4 separate regions of the Mus musculus genome follow, and all the other regions are linked to region 1. A link is a contact called in public ChIA-PET and promoter capture Hi-C data. All regions are on one chromosome and are shown on one strand. The core of a region is the stretch at or near the end of the contact, and the rest is flanking DNA. Distances in the headings are between cores, read along the strand shown. Region 1 holds the start of Zfp768 (zinc finger protein 768). Region 2 holds the start of Maz (MYC-associated zinc finger protein (purine-binding transcription factor)). Region 3 has its middle 12 kb from the start of Gm51458. Region 4 holds the start of Ino80e (INO80 complex subunit E).

Evidence for each region. Promoter capture Hi-C pulls out the DNA fragments that hold promoters and counts their contacts. ChIA-PET counts read pairs in DNA pulled down with a chosen protein or histone mark. Capture Hi-C pulls out chosen DNA fragments and counts their contacts.
Region 2: an RNA polymerase II ChIA-PET map of memory CD8 T cells shows a contact between it and region 1, with 32 read pairs. The contact joins the promoter of Maz here to the promoter of Zfp768 in region 1. A contact is called at or near these places in 2 of 484 Hi-C or Micro-C datasets (B cells and embryonic stem cells) and 2 of 115 datasets of contacts at active chromatin or transcription factors (memory CD8 T cells and pancreatic cancer cells).
Region 3: a promoter capture Hi-C map of liver shows a contact between it and region 1, with 2.2 times the contacts expected there. The contact joins the enhancer-like site here to the promoter of Zfp768 in region 1. A contact is called at or near these places in 4 of 39 promoter capture datasets (the C10 cell line, cranial neural crest, liver and 1 more), 5 of 484 Hi-C or Micro-C datasets (the G1E-ER4 cell line, bone marrow-derived macrophages, large pre-B cells and 1 more), 10 of 115 datasets of contacts at active chromatin or transcription factors (bone marrow-derived macrophages, embryonic midbrain, embryonic stem cells and 5 more) and 1 of 9 other capture datasets (embryonic stem cells).
Region 4: a promoter capture Hi-C map of adipose tissue shows a contact between it and region 1. The contact joins the promoter of Ino80e here to the promoter of Zfp768 in region 1. A contact is called at or near these places in 1 of 39 promoter capture datasets (embryonic stem cells) and 2 of 9 other capture datasets (adipose tissue and liver).

Annotation. Positions count from the first base shown.
Region 1 is chr7:127,343,791-127,346,613 of GRCm38.p6, forward strand. Zfp768 (zinc finger protein 768) reads right to left here and starts at 1,524. Exons shown (of 2, transcript NM_146202.1): 1 at 1,359-1,524; 2 at 1-1,085. The coding sequence starts at 1,446.
Region 2 is chr7:127,025,131-127,027,954 of GRCm38.p6, forward strand. It overlaps Maz (MYC-associated zinc finger protein (purine-binding transcription factor)), which reads right to left and starts at 1,349. Exons shown (of 5, transcript NM_010772.1): 1 at 1,098-1,349; 2 at 174-1,024. The coding sequence starts at 1,289. Kif22 (kinesin family member 22) reads right to left here. Exons shown (of 14, transcript NM_145588.1): 13 at 2,801-2,824; 14 at 2,601-2,710. The coding sequence ends at 2,663.
Region 3 is chr7:127,647,637-127,650,336 of GRCm38.p6, forward strand. No RefSeq gene overlaps it. Among named protein-coding and RNA genes, the nearest start is that of Gm51458, 12 kb to the left of the region's middle. Within about 2 kb of position 1,430, at least 15 of the 459 cell types and tissues checked have an H3K27ac peak or open chromatin away from gene starts, as enhancers often do. A contact at or near this core is called in the G1E-ER4 cell line and liver, where this site is marked.
Region 4 is chr7:126,861,028-126,863,747 of GRCm38.p6, forward strand. It overlaps Ino80e (INO80 complex subunit E), which reads right to left and starts at 1,345. Exons shown (of 8, transcript NM_001370765.1): 1 at 1,247-1,345; 2 at 678-990; 3 at 449-519; 4 at 213-265. The coding sequence starts at 1,302. It overlaps Hirip3 (HIRA interacting protein 3), which reads left to right and starts at 945. Exons shown (of 7, transcript NM_172746.3): 1 at 945-1,489; 2 at 1,573-1,693; 3 at 1,791-1,899; 4 at 2,142-2,720. The coding sequence starts at 1,425.

The DNA of each region.
Region 1 (2,823 bases), core at 274-2,773:
GTGTCGCAGGAGGTAGGAGCTGTCGCCAAAGGCCTTCCCACAGTGTGGACATTTGTAGGGCTTCTGGCCAGAGTGGGTACGCTGGTGGCGGAGTAGGTAAGAGCTATCAGCGAAGGCCTTGCCGCACCTGGGACACTTGTAGGGCCGCTCGCCTGTATGCGTGCGCTGGTGTTTGATGAGGTCAGAGCTCTGGGAAAAGGCCTTGCTGCAAACCTCACATTTGTAAGGCTTCTCGCCGGTATGGATGCGCTGGTGCTGGATCAGGGTCGAGCCTCGTCCAAAGCTCTTCCCGCAGATGCCACAGATGTTAGGTCGAGGGCCTTGCCCACCCCTGGCCCGGCCACCCCTACGGCCTGGCCCACGCAGGGTTCCTGTCAGATTCAGTGGATTCTGGAGCATCTCAAACTGGGGTGCAGCCAGCAGAGCCCCCGAAGGCATGTCAAATGGAGGCAGCGCTCCTGTGGGCTGCTCCCCAAACCCTTGAGTAAAGGAATCCAGGGGGTGGACTCCTAGGGAGATGCTCAAGGGATTCTTTTCCTCGGGGCTCAGAGGCATCTCTGCACCTTCCTGGAATTTGGAACTTTGAGTTTCAAACTCAGGGCTATGGGTTTTGAACTCAGAATTCTGAACGCCATCTCCAGAGTTCTGCGGTTCATACCCGGGGCTCTGAGATTCATACCCTGGACTTTGAGATTCAAATTCGGGGCTCTTTGAACCGTACCCAGGGCTTTTGGGTTCATACCTAGGACTCCCAGGTTCACAGCCAGGGCTCCTGGGATGGCAGCCAGGGCTTCGGGGCTCATACTTAGGACTCTGGGATTCAAACTCCGGGCTCTGAGGATCTGATTCAGGACTTCTGGGTGCAAACTCAGGGCTTGGGGGCACAAACCCAGGGCTTCGGGATTCAAACCCTGGGCTTTCAGGCTCAAACCTGGGGCTCTGGGATTCAAATTCTGGGCTTTGTGGCTCAAACTCTGGGCTTTGGGGTTCAAGCCCAAAAGGTATTTCTTCAACTTCATAGTCCCCATTGCCTTCTCGCTGAGAAATTTCCCCTTCTTCATTCTCACTTGTGTTGCCTGCAGGATCTGAGAATTACAGAAAATCCAGATTGAATGGGGGTCTGGAAGGTCATTGGGTCCATTAATTGTCCCAAAATTCTCTTCCCACTCCCCAAGCAGGGTCATTGGCCCCTACAAGTGAGGTGACAAAATGTACCACCTCCCCTCTAAAGACCCGGGGCACTCAGTCTCCACCCTCCACCCCACTTCCAAGTGTTTAAGATTCCGGCCTTATTTCCCTCCCGCAGGCCACAGCCCAGTTTTCTGGCACACTCCTAAGAGGCGCGGTCCTTCCCTCACCTTTGAGAGACCCTTCGGGGCTGCCCACTGCGTTGGGACTGTGCACATCCCGGGACTCCAGGCCCCACGACGACGCCTCCCGCTCCATCCCTGCCAGTTCCCAGTGCGGCGGCGGTGGCGATGGCGGACGATCCTACGACCCAGTTCGAGTGCCTGGAGCCCCGAGCCCTCGCCACCCGCGCGTTCAGAGCCTCCGAGGAGACCGGGCGGCCTGGCTTCGGCCGCGAAGGCCGGACGTCTTGACCCTGGGCCTCTCCGGCCCCGCCCCTGTCCGCTGCCCCGCCCCCCTCCCAAGGTCCCCGATTGTCTCGTGGCCCTCACCGGCCCCCGCGCGTCGTGGCCTCGGAGGTGAGGGGCGAGGCGACTCCTCCGGCCGTCCCCCAGCCACAACTCCCAGCCCGAGACCCTCTAGTCTCGGCCCCTAGCCCCGGCCGGGCTACTGCGCCCCTGCCCCCTCCCCCCGCACAGGAAGTGTCCGTCCCTGGCCAGTTCCCCCCGCTGGCTCGCGCCGCGGCCTCTCTAGGAGCGGCTGGAGGTGGAAACTCGTTGGCATTAACCCTGGACTGGATCTCCCGGGCCTCGGGGGGTGGGGGCGACCCGACGCCCCGGAGCCGGCGGGAAGGGCAACAGCAGTTTGTGTGTCTGTATCGCGGGTCTCGGCCTAACCGGGGACCTGTCTGCAGGTTTCTCCGACCATGTGCTGGCTACTGAGTGTGGCCAAGGGCGAAGCGGCAAGTGAGACCAAGGTCAGCGAGAAGGAGCGACGCTTCCCGGCGCCAGCGGGGGAGGCGGCTAGCTCCTCGCCTCAGCCTCGGGGCACTCGGACTGGCACCGGGAACGCGGACGGACGCCCGTTTGACCGCACAACCAGGCTCTGGAGCCCAGAGCCTGCTAGCCCGCCGAGCTACGACAGTGACACCCGCGCCCACTCCCCCCTCCCTCGCCCTCCCCTCCCCCTCCGCGATGCGGGCTCGTTGCCAGAGAAACAGCTCCGCCTCCGCGCCGCGAGGCACCGCCCACTCCTCCCAGGATTGGTTGTTGGGGCCGGCTGTCTCTGCTTCACCGTGGTCCCGGGGTCACCGTGGGTCCGGGCCGTGTAGAGCAGAGGGCGTTCAGGCCATTCTAACAGGATGCCCGGAATGCCTGCGGGAGTGAGAGAGGGAGGCGCCGGGCGTCTCCTCGCGAGCTCGGCCTGCGCTTTGTAAACTTTCCCCTGAGCCGTTTGTCCTGTATTAGGAAGAATGGAAGCCTAGGGCTCTTAGGGTAGACACCCTTCCTCCTCTGCTTTTCTCCCTTCTCGTTTCTTCTGCTCTCAGGTTTTACAGGTGCTGAGGGGCCACTCCAGAGATACTAACATAGGACGACCTTTAATTTCTTCCCTTTCCAAATCTTGTGTTTGATTCCTCGTTTCTTGATTTTCTCACAAGCGTGCGGGACAGTTCGGAGAGTGACACTGAAGAGTTCC
Region 2 (2,824 bases), core at 99-2,598, 320 kb before region 1:
AGCCCAGAGACCCACCTCTTCTAAAGTACCACCCCCTGTTCCTAGCAACTTCCCTCCTCCCTGGGAGTGGTTCCTGTCCCCAGGAACGGGAGCCGCCTCCCCACCAGCCAAAGACAGGCCACCTTGTTGCCCTCCCCCCCACCGGCCTAGTGGGCAGCGAGGCCCCTGCACACCGGGAGAAGCTCTTGCCACAGTGGGAGCAGTTGTAGGGCTTGTGCACAGCGCCGTCATGTGAGCGCACGTGGTAACTCATGCGGTCCTTGCGCTTGAAGCGCTGCTGGCACACAGGGCACTGGTAGGGCTTCTCGTCCGAATGCGACAGCTTATGTCGGTTCAGGTGGTAGACGTCGCGGAAGGCCTTGCCGCACATCTCGCAGGCGTGATTCTTCCGGATGCGCTTCCCAGAGGCAGTCGTGGTCACAACGCCACCGGCCGCCACCGCGGCTGTGCCGCCGCCAGCCCCGGCTTCTCCCCCACCCCCGCTGGCCCCGCTCAGCTGGGGGACACTCAAGAGGCTCAGGGGCACCATGGTGGGCATCTTCATAGCACCCGAAGGGACCCGGCCAGCCTTGGCTCCCGTGTGGATGGCTTCGTGCCTTCGGAGGTTGTAGCCGTTCTTGAACTCCTTGGCGCACAGGGCGCAAATGTAGGGCCCCTTGCTCTTTGTCTTCTTCTCCAAGACAGATGCAACTGGGGCCACGGCGACCGTCGAGGTTGGGGCGACGACAGCGGTGGCAGCCGCTGCTGCGATAGTGGCGGCCGCGGCGGGGGGCGCGGCCTCGGCGGCTGGTGCGGAGACGGCAGGGGGTGGCGGAGGAGGCGCCGGAGGCTGCTTCAGGGCCGCTGTGTCCACTGTGGAGGCGGCGGCAGGGGCCGGGGGTGCAGTAACCACTGCAGCGGCAGCCGCCGCAGCAGCCGCCGCCGCCGCGGCTGATTCCTGCGCGGCGGCGAGAACCGGGAGCAAGTCCACTTGGAGGGGCTCGGCCGCCGGGGCCTGGGGCGTGGGTGGGGGCGCCGGCGCGGCCTGCGGAGACAAGGCGCCGTGTGGGCCGCGGTCGCTGGTCGGCGCCTGCCCGCCCGGCCCGGCCCCTACTCACCTGGAATGGACTCTGGGCGCAGCCCTGGGAGGCAAAGAAGCGGGACTGGAGCTCAGCCCCGACCTGCAGGGGGTTCTGGGCGTGACCCTGAGGTGGCGGGAAGGAGTTCATGAGGCCGCCCACCCCCCGGGAGTCCAGGCCCAGCACGGGGAAGGGGGGGGCCAGCAGCGTGCAAGGGAACACGGGGAACATGGCCTCGGCCACAGTGGGGGCCCCCGGAGCTCAGCGGGAGCCGGGGGCACGGGCCGCGCGGGGCCCGGGCTCGGGGCGCCGCCCCCGGCCGGCCGGGTTGGGCCGAGCCGAACGCATGGCCCGAGGGCCGCCCCGCCGCCCGCGCACCCCGGCCGGCGGGAGGGAGGGAAGGAGGGCGTCTTGTGGGGCGCGGAGCGCGGCGGCGGCGGCGACGCCCCCTGGGTGGGGGCGAGAGGCCCCGCGGGGCCGAGGGCCGGGGCCGGGGGCGGGGGGCCCGGGCGGCGGCGGCGGCGGTGGTGGCGGCGGTTGGAGCCTGGCGGGGCGGGGTGGGGGGAGCGAGGGAGCAGCTTCGGCCCCCGCCGCGCGCGCGCGCCCAGCCGGCGCCTCGGGGAGGGCGGGGGAGGGCGCGAGGGAGGGAGGGGGACAGCTGCGCGCGCACCGGGCGCGCGGAGGGGGTGTGGGACAGGAGGGAGGGCGGGCAGGAGGGGGTGTGGGAGGGGGGGCAGGGGCGGGGGGGGCGGGGGTTGTTACCTGGAAGATGAAGCTGCTCCAGTTGCTGGGATCCATGGCGGAGGGAGGAGGGAGGTGGCTCGCGCTCACCCTGGGGCGGGAGGAGGCAGCTGTGGGGGAGGGGGACCCAAGGAGGAGGCGCGCAAGGAGGGAGGGGGGAGGAGGGTGGGGGAGCGGCGCACACTGCGCGCCGGAGGGCGGGCGGGGGGCGCGAGGACACACAAGAGGCTGGAGCGGGCGCGAGCGCGAGTGCGCGCGGGGCCAGCGGGAGGGGGAGGGACAGGAGGGACTCTAGAGGGCGGAGGGACTGGGGAGCCACCCAGCAGCCCCGGTCGCCCCGAGCGCGAGACCCCCAAGACGGTTGCTGATTGGCTGGCGATGGTGCAGGTGGTGGGCGCGCGGGAGACTAGGCGGCTTCTCTTCCCCCACTTGAACGATTCCACCCCCCACTTCCCTCCGCCAGCGGCCGTTATTTCGCGCGCACGCGCACATAACAGGGACGTCGTTGCTGAGCGGGAGAGTGGGGAGCGCGCCGAGGGAGTTACAGCGGGGCGGGGCTAGCTTGGAGCGCGTGCCCGCTTAACGGTCGGTCGCTGTGCTTAAGCTTTCGCGTCAGCTTTTTGATTCTTCTAGGCCACCGTCCCCTCCCCATTCCAGTGGTTTATTTACAATCTTGGCCTAGTTTGGGGGTTTCCCAAAGATGGCGCCTACATGGGTGTCCTGCAGAGCTTGATCCTGACCCCCAGGGTAGTTATGGACTCTGACCCCAGCCCTGTCATCCTCAAAAACCAGGCTCAACCATGGAATAAAAACTGTATTTACACAACACGTCACTATACAAGGATTTTTAAAAGAAGGTAGTGTCAAGAGGGACCGCTGTGCTGGCTGGCGGCCAAGCTCAAGAGATTCGCCTGTAAAGAAGAGGAACGTGCGTTAGCATAGCAGCCTAAGGTGGGCTGCGGTGGGGGAACACCATGCAGAAAGGGCAAAGGTGGCCTTACCTTCAGGAAAGACTCCACCTGCTT
Region 3 (2,700 bases), core at 180-2,679, 300 kb after region 1:
CAGGATTGGCCGGGCTGTGGTTGCTGGGGAGATTTTCCGACTCTGTCCCAGCAACCAATATCACAAACACCTGGCAGTGAGGTGCAGCAGTAGGCACACACCTGGGTTCAAGGAACGGTCAGAACATTGGCAGACACACGGGTTCAAGGAGCGGCCAGAACATTGGCAGACACACGGGTTCAAGGAGCGGCCAGAGCATTGTGCACCTCTATTTTTCTAAATCAGTGAAGCTAGTTCTGCTAGCCATGAAATCTATTTTGCCAATTTCAGGGCTTCTGTGACCTTTTGCATTCTGTCAGGATCTTTCAGTTATGGGGGATGTTTATCCAGTCTTAGGAGAGTTGGCTGCCTCTTTGCTGTCCAGGGTCTGTGGAGCCATCTGAGGATAGGTCAGAAGGGACAGGTCCAGTAGGAATGTGTGTCTATGAGAGGAGATTGGAGCATATGAAGGTTGCTTCTCTGGAGCTGTCCTGGGTGTAGTAAGCACCTGGACTTGACAAGATGCTGAAACACATTATTATAGGTAGAGAATAAGAGTAAATACATTTGAGAGAAAAACAATTTTTTTCTTAAGATGTACATTTGAAACCCAGAGAAATCCCACCCTCTGGAATAGGTTAGGCAGATGTACGTATCTGGGTGGAGTCTATTTGGTCCATGAGAGGTAGATCTGACTGGGTTTCCTGTAACTTATAAGTTTATAAAAGAGATAACAGCATGAGTTAACCACATGAATTGTCTTTAAGATGAGCCTTTTGTGGAGCAGAAGGAATAAGATTAAAAAGTTCAATCGGAGCTGGGCAGTGGTGGCGCATGCCTTTAATCCCAGCACTTGGGAGGCAGAGACAGGTGGATTTCTGAGTTTGAAGCCAGCCTGGTCAACAGAGTGAGTTCCTAGACAGCCAGGACTACACAGAGAAACCCTGTTTTGAAAAACAAAACAAACAAACAAAAAAAAGTTTGATTGTATAGTGGAATATTTTATTAGAGTTAGGCAAATTTATAGGAACTCAGATAATGTTAGGACAGTGGCATAGCAAAAAGAGGAAGTATGAAGCATTTAATCAATGGAAACAGAATTTAGGTAAGGAGATAACAGATTACATCTGTGAAAGTTTTTTTCTCTAGCTGTCAATGTAGCCAGAAGTCTGGGGAATAAACAATAATTTAGCAGTTATATTATTTAAAAAATGACAGAGTCTACTAGCCAACAGTTCTCTGTGATCTCCATGGTCTCTACAGCAAGTTGGGCAGTCAGTCTGGCTTTCAAGCACAGAAGATGCAGGCTTTTTCTCTGTGGAATGGATATGTGTGACGTGAAAAATGGCTTACCTTGGTTTTAGCTAGGTCACGTGACTCAGAGTATCGAGTGCTGTCCACTGCGTGTTTCAGTGGTGATCACATCACAGTCCAGGCAGTATCCTGCAGCTGTGTCCACATCTCCTGAGACTTCCTGGGAGGAACCTTAGAGGCTTTGGGGAATTCTGACTGTCACAAACTTAATAATTAACAAATTTCTTACAGATTGAGCACTGTAGGTTGGCTATAACTGAATAGAATTTGATAGCAGTCATCAAGACAGGATAGGAAAGAGAACCGTAGGTAACTTTGACAGTTTCGGAGGTATAGAGAAGTACATTGTTGTATTAGCAAAGAAACATTCAGCTAGGACTAGAATAAGAGCTAACAGCCGTGGCCTGAGATCAGACTGTACTGGCAGGCAAGCCGTGGGAATGGCTAAACTGTGGAGCACACAGCCAGTGGCCCACAGGTCATGGCCCCCAGGGCCAGTGGGTTGGAGCAGAACTGTGCTATGGGCAGCTGAGGCAGAGAACCCTGTCAGGTGGCCTGCAGGCTGCTGCGGGGAGGGACTTCCTACCCTTGAATTCTTTTTTTTTTTTTTTTTTTTTTTTTTTTTTGGTTTTTCGAGACAGGGTTTCTCTGTGTAGTCCTGGCTGTCTTGGCTGTCTTGGAACTCACTCTGTAGACCAGGCTGGCCTTGAACTCAGAAATCCGCCTGCCTCTGCCTCCCAAGTGCTGGGATTAAAGGCTTGCACCACCATGCCCGGCACTACCCTTGAATTCTTAATACTTCTCTTTTCGTCTAATAAATGCTAGGCCTACAGGCACGTGTTTTTATATTTTTACCTTCTTTTATTCCTTTTTTTTCTTACTGTATTTTTTTAGACTTATTTCTTTATTTCATGTATGTGGGTATACTGTCTTCAGACACACCAGCAGAGGGCATCAGATCCCATTACAGATGGTTGTGAGCCACCATGTGGTTGCTTGGAATTGAACTCAGAACCTCTGAAGAGCAATCAGTGCTCTTAACTGCTGAGCCATCTCTCCAGCCCCTTATTGTTTTGTTTTGTTCTTTTTAATGATTCCCTTTGCCATGTCTCAAATTTTTCTGATTTTTTTATAAAGTATCATCTTGTATTAATTGTGCTTATAAAATGTTGTTTTGTTTTTAATTTCTTATTGGTGCTTTGTGACTTTCACATCATGAGCCCAAAACCCCCAGTATCCACTCTCCACCCTTACAACCTCTCCCTAAAAGAAAAACAAAAAACAAAAAAAAACCTCACTGTGGAAGCTGTAGTGTGTCACAGTGTGTCCCACAGCACACTTCTCTACTTGCAAATGTCCACTGCAATGAGTCATTGGTCTGTTGCAAGGCACCTACCTGACTTCTGC
Region 4 (2,720 bases), core at 95-2,594, 480 kb before region 1:
CCTGGTCTACAAAAGGACTACACAGAGAAACCTTGTCCAATGGGGTGAAAAAAGACAAAACAGGAAGAAGGTGACAGAAGGCAGCAACTAGGCTTAAGAACCATTGGAGGGGCCTGCATCAGCTTCCGGACCCTAGGAGGGTGGACCTAGGAACACGTGTTTCAAGGGCCAGTATCTCATATCTTCCTAAAAGTGGTCATGACTTTGCTCACCAGAGGAGTCTTCATCCACGTTCTCATACTGCAGAAGTCGATCTAGAAGGAAACTGAGACAAGTGGGAAGGAGGGTGGGTATCCCCATTTTGGTGGTCTTGAGCCCTACCTAGTCCCTCCTAGGAGACCCACTGGATCCTCCTAAGACTGCATGCATTTGGGATCCTGTTCCGGGACGGCGTAAGAACGGATTCCCTGGGAGTTAACAGTGCCCTCGTGCCCACAAGATGCCTTACCTCTTGTCTCGGGAAACCTTCAGCAATTTCCTTTGCGCCTTTCTGAGCTCCTCCTGGAAGCACTCGTGCTCCTGCGGCGGACAGGGCGGGTGCTGAGCCAAGAGCAATCCATAAAAGACCCAGAACCCGGAGACATCTCTCCCTACTCACCCCCTTTACCACATGGGTAAACTGAGGTCCTCTCCGAGTTAGGCCTCACACTCCACAACCGCCCCACGCTGGCACTCACGTAAATGAGGAACTTGAGCTTCCGCTTCAGATTCCTGTATTTCTTTTTGTAGTCCACTTCGCCGTCCGCTGGTCCGTTCATGACCCGCCAGGGAGAAACGCCCCGGAGTAGAGTCCCGCTACCCAAGTCCGCCCGGCCTCTCACACCTCCACTTCCGGAGACTTTGCAACGCCGTATGAAACGGACTACAACTCCCAGCGTCCTCCGCGCGCGGGGAGCGTAATCACACCGCCCGCCCTCCTGGGGGAAGACCCGAAAGGAACGCTGCTTCCAGTGGCTTCGCGGTGAGCTGAGGTCACAGAGGAGCTGGACACTGGGGGGGCACAATTATTGATTGTAAACTGTTTATAAAGATTTGGAACCAAAAGAATATAACCAGAAATTCAGTATGTTAGCGAGAATACCGTCTCCCTTCTGCCTTTCGAAACAAGCGACCTAATTTGTTAATCCCGACCACAGGGATTGATTGAACTGATTACGTTATAAAGACTGCCGGCGCCGAACCGGCTTCTAGCGAAAATTTTAACACGTAGTTTTAGCAAAGAGTCGAAACCTCGCTCAAGACCCACCAGCTGCTCAGGAAAAAGCAAGGTCGGCCAAAGTTTTCCGTCTCAGTGCTCCACATCGGAGGCTCAACGGTCCCATTCCTCACGAAGCCGCCGCACTGCGCGTGCGCAAACTACTGTCGCTCGGGAAACCAGCCTTGAAGAAAAAAAGGCGGGAGCAACCAATCCCTGGTGACGCAAAATGGCGCCGGGAGATGAGATGCGAAAATTCACTCGCAGCTTCTTTCGAGCTTGCCCGGACCTCAGGTGCATAGAGTCTGGGTATTAGAGTCTGGGTTGTGAAGGGGAGGGGTTAGGCTGGAACTCTGTCATGACACGTGTCTCTGTAGCTCGGTTACGCACGCCATCGTGCGACAGAAATTTTTGATTCACGTGGGTCGGGATCATCTTGAACCTGAAGAGAAGCAGGCGTTGAAGCGGCTGGTGGAGGAGGAGCTGCCGAAAATGCAGGTGTGGGTCTAACCCTGGGCCAGCAGAGACAGGGTTTGTTGCTGAGGGGTTGGGGCAGGGCATCTTGGTTCGGTTTGCCCTCATGCTGCACCCACAGGCGGATGCTGGTACCAGGGAAGGAAAGCCAGACTTTATCAAAGTGAAGAGGTCTCCTGCTCCCTGCAGTGACCCAAAGAAGAAAAGGTTCCGCTTTAATTCAGAGTCAGGTTAGTGCCTTCTTCCCTGTTTATCTGTCTGTGACTCCAGCATCATTGGTTTCTTCAAAAGGCGAGGCGCATGTATTAATTGCAAGGCTGGGGCTTGGGGGACAGTGAGTCAGGAACCAGCTGGGGCCACAGCTGTGGTGCTTCTTGCTGCCCTTCACTCTTAACCAGAGTAGATCTAGAAGCATCCTATTCTAGATGGAAGGAGAGGGAGGAATCCATCCAGTCCCATCCCCATGTTTCAGAATCCAGCTCTTCACCATCCAGTCCAGATGGCTCAGGACCCTCAACAAAGAACAGGACAACCAAGAAGACATGTCTAAGAAGAGCCTTAAAGAAAGCAGTTGAGAGCACAGATGAAGACCACCAAACAGACCTGGATGCAAAGATGGGATTGGAGGAGAGCAGTGAGGGGGAAGCAGAGGGCTCTGTTAGATCAGGTAAGGTCACCGAGGAAGAGGAGGACATGAAACAAGAACAGAAGGGCCAGGTTAGAAAGCAAGCTGGGGCCAAAGACAAGCAAGTACCACTCAAGGCAGACAGGAAGCAGGTTAGGGAAGAGAGTGGGAGCAGTGAGGAGGAGGCTGTGCTGCAGAGAGCAAAGGTGGAGGGAAGCACAGGTGCTAACTGCCAGGAGGAGAGTGAAGAGAGCGGAGAGGAGAGCCCAGCTAAGAAGAAAGAGCTTAGTGAGCCCAGATCCAGAAGTAACAGAGCAGAGAGAACAGCCAGGGAGAGAAAGAGCTATAAGCAGAAAAGCAGGCCTGGGAGGCCAACTGGAGGCTTGCGAGACAGCGAGGCAGAGAAGGAAGGGGGCACAGTGGGCA